2 separate regions of the Mus musculus genome follow, and region 2 is linked to region 1. The links are chromatin contacts, called in public promoter capture Hi-C maps. All regions are on one chromosome and are shown on one strand. Each heading gives the region's core, a stretch centred on a gene start, on an enhancer-like site or on the middle of the called end of the contact. The rest is flanking DNA. Distances are from core to core; before and after follow the strand shown. Region 1 holds the start of Oprl1 (opioid receptor-like 1). Region 2 holds the start of Polr3k (polymerase (RNA) III (DNA directed) polypeptide K).

Evidence for each region. Capture Hi-C pulls out chosen DNA fragments and counts their contacts.
Region 2: a contact with region 1 is called in a promoter capture Hi-C map of pancreatic islet. The contact joins the promoter of Polr3k here to the promoter of Oprl1 in region 1. A contact is called at or near these places in 29 of 39 promoter capture datasets (the 3T3-L1 cell line, 3T3-L1-derived adipocytes, the C10 cell line and 18 more), 9 of 15 datasets of contacts at CTCF or cohesin (CD8 T cells, the NIH/3T3 cell line, embryonic stem cells and 4 more), 205 of 484 Hi-C or Micro-C datasets (2-cell-like embryonic stem cells, 3T3-L1-derived adipocytes, the 63-12 cell line and 100 more), 47 of 115 datasets of contacts at active chromatin or transcription factors (the 230-238 cell line, CD8 T cells, the HPC-7 cell line and 28 more) and 6 of 9 other capture datasets (adipose tissue, embryonic stem cells, embryonic tail and 3 more).

The regions. Positions count from the first base shown.
Region 1 is chr2:181,710,871-181,717,319 of GRCm38.p6, reverse strand. It overlaps Oprl1 (opioid receptor-like 1), which reads right to left and starts at 2,304. Exons shown (of 4, transcript NM_011012.5): 1 at 2,091-2,304; 2 at 1,374-1,630. The coding sequence starts at 1,597.
Region 2 is chr2:181,862,067-181,868,706 of GRCm38.p6, reverse strand. It overlaps Polr3k (polymerase (RNA) III (DNA directed) polypeptide K), which reads right to left and starts at 4,347. Exons shown (of 3, transcript NM_025901.3): 1 at 4,138-4,347; 2 at 2,674-2,761; 3 at 1-503. The coding sequence starts at 4,248. The coding sequence ends at 376.

The DNA.
Region 1 (6,449 bases), core at 1,055-3,554:
TGTGGAGAAGGAAGCTGAGACTCAGAGGAACTAAGTAGCTTTCATAAGGCTTAGAACTGCTAAGGTGCAAAATGGGGCTCAGAGCATATTTTTCTGACTCCTGGCACACATCCAACTCAAACATGCCGTGTGTTGTCTCCTGAGCCAGTGCAGCCACAGCAGTTTCTGAGACTAGTTCTCTGGGGATGCTGGTGGAAAAGATGGCGTTCCTTCTCTACTCTACTGCAGTAAATGGCTCAAGAATTTTAATATCCCAAATGCAGAGGACAATATAGGAGAGAAATGCTGATGACAAGGAAAGGCAAGGCTCACAAACTGTCCCTGGTTGCTGCACGTCTTGCCAAAGACATATCCTTTTAACCATGAGACACATGGATCATAGAATAGTTTCCCACAAGGGTCCTCTGCCAAAAGTCAATACTTGGAATGCTTTTCCAATCACATAGCATATATATATATACACACGTCTGTGCACATGCACCTATATATGACTATATAATCCACATTTCCCATCTAACAAACAGAGAAAACAGTTGCTCAGAAATACTAAGAGGACCATAATGAGGCAGGGTATGGACACTGTACTGCCCCTTCCTCCTCTACCAATACCACACCTACCATGATACCATCAAGGGAACCATGACTGCTCTCTTCAGAGTCATCTTTTTGAAAGAGGAAATATCAGTGAAGAACCTTGCTCTAGTTATCCACCACTCAAGGACCTCCCATGTCTTCCCAATGTCCAAAGAATTTGGCGTCCCCATTCTGGCATTCAAGTCCTCACCTGCTGTCTCCAGTTCCCCTCAATGCCCTCCCAGCTGGAAAAAAACAGAGACCATCATTGCCACCACACATTTACCAATTGCATACTCCTTGCCCAGCTTTCTTGTCCATAGAACTGTACCTCACACTGCCCTCTTCCCCTCACCGTCGACGCTACCTCAGTCATCCAGTACTGCTGTCTTTCTTTGTAGTCCTCCAAATTTTCCCATTTCTGAGCACCAATAGAGCATGGGCTCAGCTAAAGACATCCACCATGAGCATAGATCCTAAAGGCCAATGAACAAGGGCTTCAGGCCCAGCACCAGCCCCTCTTCCTCTCTTTGGGAAATCTTAGGATCCTTTGTACCCATGGTTATTCACATAGACATCACGGCATGGATTTATCTGCAGTACCAAGCCTCCAGGTGGTGACACCTAGTCTGAGACAGATGGGAGCAGAACAGGAGTTGAACTTCAAGGGTGATCATGTCCCTTGAACAGAGAGGGAAGAAATTTGATGGAGCAAGCAGAAAATCCATGCTTGTTCGAATTCATCCAGAACAGCCTCCTGCCTCAGGTTCCCCCTTCACAGATTGATGGGACCCGCCTACCTGAGGATGACATACATGACGAGGCAGTTCCCCAGGAGCCCCCCGATGCACACAGCCAAGTAGAGCCCCACGATGGTGACCTTGAGTCCAAGGGGCAGGAAGGCACTGTGGCTAGCATTGAGGAGCAGGTGATGGGGTACGGTCTCATTTAGGAGAGACAGGTTCCCTTGAAAGTGGCTGCCATACAAGACCTCCCAGAATGGGGCAGGAAAGAGGGACTCCATGCTGTCACCCTGCAAAGCCACTCAGTACAGTTCCTGGAACAGGACACAGAAAGAAGTGACCACAGTGCTGGACACAGTCCACTGAGGCCTTAGAACAGCACAACTACACTAACAGGCACATGAACACCTCGATGGGCATCCACACACAGACACATGGACACAGACAAAGGCATACACATGGGCACATGATGACACACACAGAGGCATGGGGGCACATTTACTCACAATTTTACCTCATATTAGGGTGATAGACTCGCACAGAAGCAACATGGAGGTAGCTACACAAGCATACATGTCCACCCACCAAGACTCAGGGGCTCACAGTCAGCCGAATACAAAAAAATGCCCAAACCATCCTAAGGCACACTGGAGCACAAAAGACATGGAATTTACCCAGAAATGCCTAGGGCTCAGGCACTTCCCTACCTCCCAGTGCTCCCCCACCCCCAGCTCTGTCAGCAGCAGCAGGAGCCCTCACTAGAGCCCCTCTTACCTCCAACAGCACACACAACCTCTTCAGAAGCTGGGCCAAAACAGACCCTAATGCTTAGCAGAAAGGCAGGCAGGAGCACAATGAACTGAGTAATGCTTCTCACTCTAGCTTGGGGTCTGCTCCGGCTGGGAATGGCTCCTAGCTCCTGCTCCGAAGATAAGATATTGACTAGACGCAGCAGCCAGTGCGGCAGCCAGAAGGGGGAGGGGCAGAAGGCTGCGGCTGAGAGAAGGAGGGGCTGCGCAGGTTGGAGAAGGAAGCCAAAAAAAAAAAAAAAAAAAAAAATCGGCTCACACAAGACACACAAGACAGACACACTCAGGATCTGGGACACACAGTGGAGACATCTATAAACACAAAAATGGAGACATGAACAGGAACTCAGACACACATACATGCACAGCCTTAGACACAAGAACACACTTAAGATGTATACAGAGAAATGCTCACCTAGAGGCAGATGTGAGGAAAATGTTTTGTTCTGTTTTGTTTTGTTTTGTTTTGTTTTGTTTTGTTTTGTTTTGTTTTGTTTTGTTGGAGGGGTGATGGGTTAGAGACAGGATTTCTCTGTGTAGCCTTGGCTGTCCTGGAACTCAAAGATATGTCTGCCTCTGCTTTCTGAGTGCTGGGATTAAGGCGTGCACCACCATCACTGGTAAATGTTGTTTTGTCCAGCTTAGCCCAGACCATATTTTGCCAGCTTTCCTGCCCAGAACTGTCCAGTAAAGCAGAGTACCACAGTAATAGACAGCAATACCCTAACCCAACTAATTCTCCAAGGAAAGGCTTTCTTGCAAGTAAGCAAGAGATTGTCTGGACTAAGGACCAAATACTGCCCTGAATCTATTATGTGCTATTTATACCTAATGTACACTAAGCCCAAGACAAAACTGAACCCAGGAACCCCCACTGCATGTAGCCATTACCACCCATATTATCCTCACAAATGAAAGCATCATGTCTCTGAAGTCTGAAGCTGCCTGTCAATATGTCATGGTAAAGGAAAGCCAGGTCTGCTGGTCACTTGGAGCTACACCACAGCTAACTCCCAGAATTAGATCTTAGAAAACACAGAGATACTAAGCTCCTCTTTCTTTGCCAGCACAAGGGGTCACAGTCCACTGAGAAAAAAAAGCCGTAAGTTAAGGTCATGTAGGCTAGAGACCCTATGCTGAGTCTCTAGCCATCATCAAATCATAGGCTTGCTTTTGCTGTCTGTACTGAATGAGAGCCAGATCTCCCACATACAGCCAGACCCTGCTCTTTCTCTAAGGATGGGGACCTGGTTGCTAGGCAACTCACAGAAGTGTTGCTAGGATACCTGTCCAACCAGAAAAGGCCAGAGCAGACAGACACCCCAGGACTCAGCATCCCAAGCTGTCTCCAAGGACTTGTCTCTCCATTCTCAGGGACACATGGACACTCAAGGAGACACATGAGGACACATTCCTGCAAATAAACAGAACATACACAGAGATACCCAGACAGGCGCAGTATAGAGACACAGAGACACAAGGGATATGTGCTCAGAGGTGCACACAAGAATCACATATACAAAACTCACAAAGTGAATGCAGGCACAAAGAGAAAGATACAAACAGGATGTAAACTAGTGTGGAAACAGGCAGGCACAGAGCAAGGCCCCTAGATATATAGTACATAGGTATGCACTCTCTGTTACTGTCTCTGTCTCTGTCTCTCTCTCTCTCTCTCCCTCTTCCCTCCCACTCCAGGCAAAGCTGGCACACAACCTCAGAGTTATCAACCAAGTTGTCTCTGTGCCTCTACAGAGCCTCTTTTCCTAATAGTCTTTACCTGCTTTCCAGCCCAGGTTCCAGATTTAGAAAGAGGGTGCCATAAGCATTGTTTAAATATAGGCAGAACAGAGCCACAGAATGTCCCTTCGTCTCATGACCTTGAGTTGGGTCCTGTGTGCTTCACCTTGCCCCACTGCATGGATCCCATACCCAAACCAGCTCTACTCTGACCTAGCCTAAGAAGCTTTCCCTGCCACTGCCTCAGTCCCAGGAGTTCTTGGCTTAGCATTATGGCCTCAACTATGAATCAGCTACAATGCTGCCAAGTAAGACTGAGCTCTGGTCTCAACATATATCTGGAATTGTGTACCAATAGAATGTAGCTCAGAGTCCACATGCTCAAATGCTGTCTCAGATGGAAGAATAATTTGGTTATCTGACAGGTGACTCGGCCACAATGGGGCACTGGTGGTCCAGAGGAAACAGCTCAAGCATCTTGATCCCAAACAGAAACTCAGCAAGGATAAGTGGACTTTCCAGAGGGGATGAAACAGGACAATACATAACATAAGTGACACAAAAGTGTCAGCAAGAAACATGAGAGTAATACTGAAGATTCAGGCAACACAAACAACAACATGACTCATGTAGACAGTTCACTGTTGAAGCCACCAATGGCTGCACATAGGTATTAGAAGTGCCTAAGCAAGGTCCAAAACAATACTGTGTAGGTATGACTGTCCTGTAACTTGTTATGTAACTGTCCTGTAACTAGGCTGCCTGGCCTCAAACTCAGAGATCCACTTGCTTCTGCCTCCCAAGTGCTAGGATTAAAGGCATGTGCTACCAAACCCAGTTCAGTTACATACTTTCTTGCCTCAAGAGGAAAGAATTTGGCACACAGTTACAATAAAATCTGTGTGTGTTGGGGTTAGGGGTTCTATAATCTCCAAACAGTGAAAATAAAAACTTGGCTCATTATCAGGAACTATCTAGGATAGACTAAAGGCATGCAATCAATCTTTCTGAAGATGGCCCACTCTATTTGCATGGTCTGCGATCAAGGGCTTCTGGCTAACTTGACAGAGAAAGGAGCTCTAGCAATTAATCCTTTACTTAATTACCTGCTGCTAAACAGTATATGTTAATTTTCCAGATTTTTGCACTTATTTAAACATAAAACAGTAAGAAAGTGTTGACTTTTTGGTACAGAATTTTTAGAGTTAAGAGACCAGCACTTATTCAAGCACAGAGAATTATAAAGTAAGAGTTAAGTTTCCTACAAGGCTGGAGATCATCAGACTTTTGGTCTTCCCACTTAAACCTGTTCCCCTAAGGCCTGGCAGGCCCCAGAAGTTCATCCTGACTTAGACAAACTGGACCAAACTTTAGGAGTCTGATGCCAGGCAACTTACTGCCAGCATATTCAATTGCAGTACAATTTTGGGACAAGTCTCCTGGTATAACACAATCCCTACTGCACAAGGAGGCATTATTACATTGAATCTCAATTCAAAGTACATGTGATTTCTTCCAGGAAGATGAGTTCTAGAGATAAACTGCCTTAGGATCCTAGGGAAGGATTTGGTGTGGAGTGGGTCATACAATAGTGTAGAGATCATTTGGCCTATTAGCCACCTCCAGTCCTGGATATGAAGCTTGGGGGCGACCCAAGCTATACAGATAATATAAGGCTCATTTAGACTACTAGCCATTTACTGTCCTGGTTGAGGGAGCTTGATATGACCTTACCTAACAAATAATACAGATCACCAGGCTATTAATCACCTCCAATTCCCAGCTTTCTGAGAAGAAAAACAGGTAACACAATCACAAAAGAACTCAAATGATATGTACTCACTGATAAGTGGATATTAGCCCAGAAACTTAGTATACCCGAGATATAAGATACAATTTGCAAAACACATGAAACTGAAGAACAAAAAAGACCAAAGTGTGGACACTTTGCCCTTTCTTTGAATTGGAAACAATCACCCATGGAAGGAGTTACAGAGACAAAGTTTGGAGCTGAGACAAAAGGATGGACCATCTAGAGACTGCCATATCCAGAGATCCATCCCATAATTAGCCTCCAAACGATGACACCATTGCATACAGTAGCAAGATTTTGCTGAAAGGACCCTGATATAGCTGTCTCTTGTGAGACTATGCCGGGGCCTAGCAAACACATAAGTAGATGCTCACAGTCAGCTATTGGATGGAGCACAGGGCCCCCAATGGAGGAGCTAGAGAAAGTATCCAAGGAGCTAAAGAGATCTGCAACCCTGTAGGTGCAACAACATTATGAACTAACCAGTACCCCAGAGCTCTTGACTCTAGCTGCATATGTATCAAAAGATGGCCTAGTCGGCCATCACTGGAAAGAGAGGCCCATTGGACACGCAAACTTTATATGCCCCAGTACAGGGGAATGCCAGGGCCAAAAAATGGGAATGAGTGGGTAGGGAAGTGGGGGGGAGGGTATGGGGGACTTTTGAGATAGCATTCTAAATGTAATTGAGAAAAATACATAATAATAAAAAATATTTTTAAAAAAAAAGAATGGTTAATTTCTGTATGGGAGCTAGATAGCAGAGTGGGG
Region 2 (6,640 bases), core at 3,098-5,597, 150 kb before region 1:
CCAGCACTCTGGAGGCAGAGGAAGGTGGATCACTGAGTTCAAGGTTGACTTGTCTACATAACAAGGACAGCAAGGACTACACAGAGAAAACCTGTCTTGAAAAACTAAATAATAATAATAATTTTTATTTTTACTGACTATAAACCAAGTTCCTAGTTTGAATGGTAAGGAACAGGACCTGAACCCAAGTGAGCATCCTTATGTGTATCTCCCAAGGACCTGACGGCCCCTATACATCAAGGACTTTATCTGTTAACTTGCAGATGAGTTATATTTCACCCTGATCCTTCACCACAGAAAAGTCAGCTTACTATCATATAGCAAAGACCTTCAGTACACACAAAATTCATGCTTGCAGCTGGGCAAGTCCTGCCCTTAATCCCTCCAGCGATGTCCACACTGAGCATTGCAGCACTTATAGAAGGTGGTCATTGGCTCGTCTGCAGAACGCGTCTGAAGCTGCATGAAGTAGGCACGGGGATGTTCGCATTTTGGACATGGCTCTGACAAACAGAAAAGCAAGTTATCCACATTACAAAAACATTAAGTGTGGGTAAACATCTCATCTCCATGCTCAGCTAGACTCCCTTATGGTCTCCCTTACTCCAGCTAATGGTGAGTTTGCCAATAGCAACATCCTTCCCACAGCACATCAATAATAAGGAGACTAGAGAGACCTTGTTTTATAAAAGCAACAAAAGCCTTGAAATTTGAAAATGAGTAGATGTTTAAAGGTTTTTTTTTTGAAACCCCCTCCCCTTCTATCCCTGGGTTTCACTTCCCTTCTCAAATCTGGTTGAAGAATGGCTGGAAAAGCATGGGAAGGGTCTATTATAGTCTGTTTGTGGGAATGTAACAGAAATACACACCCACTGAGGTAGCACACAGCTATAATCTAGCACGTGGGAAACTGAAATAAGAGGCTTGCTATAAAGCCAGCCTGGAATACATAGGGAATTCTACCTTAAAGATAAACAGATTAAAAACAAACAAACAAAAATTTTAAGCCTCTACTAATTCTCAACTTCCAGGGCTTTTGTTGCTTTTATAAAACAGGTTCTTGAGGAAGGCCTCAAAGTCACTATGTAGCTAAGATAAAATTGAACTCCTGATTTTCCTGTGTCCATCTCTCAGTTGCACTACCACACCTAGCTAATGATAACTGTTAACATAGAAGATCTGTATATTCCTCTATAGAGGAATCACGCACTGCTACTCCTTCTAAAACAGCTACTATTTAAGGTCATCTTCTTTCATTCCATTATCACATTTAAGTCTATCAGACATAAATCAAGATGTAAACATTACTTTTTAATACCCCCAGTTGCACCGGGCATGGTGGCGCACGCCTTTAATCCCAGCACTCAGGAGGCAGAGGCAGGCGGATTTCTGAGTTCGAGGCTAGCCTGGTCTACACAGTGAGTTCCAGGACAACCAAAGCCATACAGAGAAACTCTGTCTCGAATTTCCTCCTCCCCCCCTTTTAATTTTTTTAACATTATTTTATGTGCATGTTTTGCCTTCAGGTATTCCGTGAATCATGTTCATGCAGTACCCTTGGATGCCAGTAGAGGGCATGAGATCACCTGAAACTACAAGTACAGAAGGTCTGAGCTGCTATGGAAGTTGGGAAGGAAATCCAACTTAACCACTGAAATCCTACCCAACTATTTCTTGGTTGACAGACTGACTGAGGCAGGGTCTCATGAAGCCCAGATAAGCACTGAGCCTTCTGCCTATACCCGGAGAGCACCAGAATTATAAGCTTGAGCAACCATGCTTCACCCCTAGTTACAATTTTTTTTTAATTCATATAATAAAAAATAAAATGAAAATAAAAGACCAGGGCTGATCATTTTTTCAGTGTTGGTATTTGAAAATACATACAACATAACTCTCGAGAAGCCTACACCTGCTAGAGCATGGATCTCTCTTTCCCTCTCAACAGCTATGTTTACATCAATGTTGAAACTTTTTTGTAATGAACTCCAATTTTGCTTCAAGAAGAGAATATGCACCAGATTTATTTTTAATTATACTTTTCCATATCTGACTTGAGAGTCTAAATGAAACAACAGTTCAGGTATCCGTATGGTAACTTTCCTTTAAAGAATACTTGAAAGAATCTACTTTAAAAAACATTTAATACAGCCAGGTGGTGGTGGCATATGCTTTTAATACCAACATACGGGAGGCAGACAGGTAGATCTCTGAATTTGAGGCCAGCACAGTCTACAGAGCAAGTTCCAGGACACCCAGACTACACAGAGAAACCATGTCTCAAAAAACAAAATCAAACAGCAACAAAAATGTAAAACCTTGTTTAGAGTTAGTGACAAACACTAGCTATTTGTCATTACTTTGTTATTTACATCTTCTTAAATTCTTTTACACTTACACGTACGTACGTGTGTGTGTGTGTGTGTGTGTGTGTGTGTGGTGGATGGTACAGAGTCACAAAAAAAAAGTTTCCATCAGTCAGCTCTCTTCTACTCTCTGGGCTCCAAGAATCTAACAGGTTTGGCAACAAGTGCTTTTACCTGCTGAGCCATCTCACTGGCCCTAATAACAGACAGGGTTACATTATAATAATAAATTTATTATTATTAAATATAATAACGAGTAATAATAAGCAGGGTTGAGTCCCTAGCTCTGTTATGGGAAAATCCTCACCTGCAGTAGAGTCCACATTCTCCCATGCAGCTGCTCCACCAAGCACGTCGTCCACTTCTTTTAGCTTTGGATACTTTCGGTTTGTTACCTAATAGAAACAAGACATCAGATTTGAAGTAATTGTACAGTTTTACAAGTGGGCCACCAAACTACAATCTCCCTCCAGCATTCCCTCTACAAAATTTATCTTCTTCAAAGAGCAGTGTGAGTCACTGAAATGTAGGGGTCTTGTGACTGGGATGTCCCCCAAAACAGCACAGAGGTTCAATGTCAAAGGTCTCTAGAAACAGAAGGAAACACCAGACAGAGCAGGAAGAAAAATCAGCCTAGTAAAACCTCACTCTTCTCTCATACCCCTCAGACACCTAATAATCCAACAGGAGTGACAGACATTTAACTGGGTATACCAGCACTCCCCAGGTCATTTTGGCTGCTTTCCTAAGTTTATCAGGCATCCTTCTAATTTCGAAATTATGTCACAACTCATCTTACCACAAATCCAGACTCTAAACTCCTACCATACAGCTCTAATGAGCAAACATTAAGAATGAGATGTCACCAAGGCCCAGTGGTGCACACCTGCAGTCACTGAGGTAAGGAGGAACAAAACAAGAGTTGAAGGGTACACAAAACACCAAGGGCTAGAAATACAGCTTTCTGGGCTCCAACACAAGCACCACACACACAAAATAGCAACAAGGATATAAAATATTAGAAGGCAATGCATTCTGTGAAAAATATAAAAGGAATGTGGATAAACTGAAAGTGCTGGGGTTTGGTTTGTTTCCTGTGCCTGTGCGTGCGTGTGTGTGCGTGTCTATGTGCTATGCAGCCCAGGTGAGCCTTGAACCTATTCTCCTGCCGCAGCCTCTCCAAGTGCTAAAATTATAGACATGCACAAACAGCCAGAAGGGCAGGAATCTAAATAAGGTAGCCATTATTTTAAAAGAGGAGAGGGAGAGAGAAAGGAAGAGGGAAACAGAGACGCATACATGCACACATACACGGGGGTAGGGGGTAAGGCGGAGAATGAATAAGTGTGATATGTGCCTGTGTAAGAATGACTCGGGCAAAAGGAAGGACCTAACAGTACTGCGTACATGGTGAAGATTCTCTAGAATAACGACAGGGGCTGGGAGCAAAAGAGCCACAAGAAGAACCCAAGGATTTCAAATCAGAGGCGAGGCGCGGACTGGTACGCCAAGGACAGCACGAGGGGAGTGTAGGTTTAAAAGGTATGAACTAAAATTCTCACAATTTTCGGAGTATCACAAAGTGGGCAACGGAGAGCTAGAGGGGGGTGGGGGGGCTTCGACGTGGCCGGAGCGACGCCACTGGAGCAGCGACTGCTGGACTTGGGGTACCACCGCAGCGAGAGCACAAAAGCCTGCAGGAAGGTCTGAGCGCGCCGACGCTTGCTGTGCCTCCCAGAAAGCAGAGAAGGCACCCGTCTGTGGAACTTACCTTACGGGTGATATTATGGACGTAGGGGCAAGTGTTGCAGGCGAAGCGATGGCAACGCTGCCCCTCCTCCACAATGAGTCCGTTCCCGCAGCCCGGGCAGAACAACAGCATACTGCCAGCTTCCACACCTCGCTTCTGTCTGGCGCTTCCGTGGTGCAGGCGCCCAATCAAAAGCCGTCTCACTTGCTCCGTAACTGGCAACCCGGGATCCTCAAGACGTTCCCAGTAGGCACTGCGGCGGGCAGCCTCGCACACTCCATTGGTCACCGCAGATAATCCTTTCCCATCCAGCCAATAGCATGCTGCCTGCACGCCCAGCCCTGTCGTTTCTGCGCGTGTGCACACGTCTCCCTAGCTGAAACGCCAAGAGGACTGGACCGATAATGCTGGCACCACCAGAGTACCCAGGTGAGAGGTTCTGGGTGATGAGGAGACACTTGCCGCACTCCGAGCCATGGACGTGTTACAGGAGGATCATGCTGCTCCGCAATATTCTCATCCGGAACGGACAGAAAATAACCAAATGTCCCAGGAACACTGTCCCCATTGTTAATACTACGTCTCAACTGCTGTCTGACTGACGTACGATATCCTATCTGGACCTGCCATTCCTCCATCTGGCCATTTCTTCACCTAGTTTCATTCTGCCCTTTCACTTACACAGCTAGACTCAACCCTGCAGGTAACAAATACCAGCAGCTCCTTTTCACAGACGTCCAGCTGACTCTTTTATCTCATTTCCTATAGACATTTATATTTCCCAGCTCTGGCTTCTCAGATTTCTTTGAAACTCCTTGCCTCTTTAATCCTCTGCAGTCATTCTGCAACATGCACATGTATGTGTGTGTTGTTTTCTGTTTGCTTTAACTATACACAAACTAAATATCCAGGGAGAGGAACCCCAATTGTGAAAATGTCACCATAAATTGACCAGTAAATAAGTCTCTGGGGGCATTTTCTTGAGTTAAAATTGGTAGGAGAGGGTCTAGCCCATTGGGGGCGGTGTCACCACCAAGCCAGTGGTCCTGGGTGATATAAGAAAGCAGAATGATGGGGCTGAAGAGATAGTTCAGCTGTTGCTTGTTCTTATAGTGAACACTGGTTTAATTCCCAGCACCAATATGGTAGCTCACAAACGTCCATAACCTCCAGTTCCTGAGAATCCAATGCCCTCTTCTGACCTCCGTAGGCACCAAGCACGTCTTTGGTGCACGAACAAGCATTCAAAAAAAAAAAAAAACAAACAAACAAAAACCCTCATACACTTAAGTAAGTCTAAGAACAAAATGGAGAGAGAGAAAAAAGCAATCTGAGAATCTGAGTAAATCATGAGGAGCAAACCAGTAAGCAGCATCCCACCATGGTAATGGCTTCTGTTTCTGCAGCAAGTTCCTGCATTGACTCCCCTAAACAATGGACTCTTGACATGTAAGCCAAATATTTATGGCTAGTTTTGTGTCAACCTGACACAGCTGGAGTTATCACAGAAAAAGGAGCTTCAGTTGGGGAAATGCCTCCATGAGATCCAACTGTAAGGCATTTTCTCAATTAGTGATCAAGGGGGAAAGGCCCCTTGTGGGTGGGACCATCTCTGGGCTGGTAGTCTTGGTTCTATAAGAGAGCAGGCTGAGCAAGCCAGGGGAAGCAAGCCAGTAAAGAGCATCCCTCCATGGCTTCTGCATCAGCTCCTGCTTCCTGACCTGCTTGAGTTCCAGTCCTGACTTCCTTGGTGATGAACGGCAGTGTGGAAATGTAAGGCAAATAAACCCTTTCCTCCCCAATTTGCTTCTTGGTCATGATGTTTGTGCAGGAATAGAAACCCTGACTAAGGCAAATTGGTACCAGCAGAGTGGGGTATTCCTGTGACAGCCTGACCATGTTTTGGGGAGGACTGTGGAAGGACTTTGGAACTTTGGGCTAGAAGATTCACTCAGTGTTAAGAGCTCTGTCAGATGTTGTGTAGGAGCTTGGAAGATAATGTTGAGAACAGTGCAGAAGATGGAGGCCTGGCTTGTGAAATTTCAGAGGGAAAATTAAAGACTCTTCAGAGCCATTGCTATTTTGGAGTTTGATTATTCTGTGGTTCTGGTTAGCTGGAGCTGAAGAATCAGCTGTGATTAACAAGATACCAGAACTACTAAAGCAAAATCTTTGCATTACTGGCACTATTGATGCTGGTTAGCTGGAGCTAAGAAATTAGCAGTGATTAAGAAGAGACCAGCATCGTTGAGGTGACATCTTCTGGGAAGTGTTTTCTGAAAGCACAAAGAAGTTGTGTTCCAGAGATAACCAAGGTTGTACTCCTGCTGCAGTGGGACTTGGTAATGTGTAAGGGTCACCCAGGTGGTACTGGTTTTGAAGGCATGAAGGGGTCACGCAGAGCAGCTGAGGCTCGGCACTGTGAGAGGCCATGGAAGGCCATTGGTGAAGGTGCAGCCTCAGTTGCAATTGACAGCCCAGGACTGAAGGGGTCATGCAGTGTTTTGGAGATGCCAGTACCATG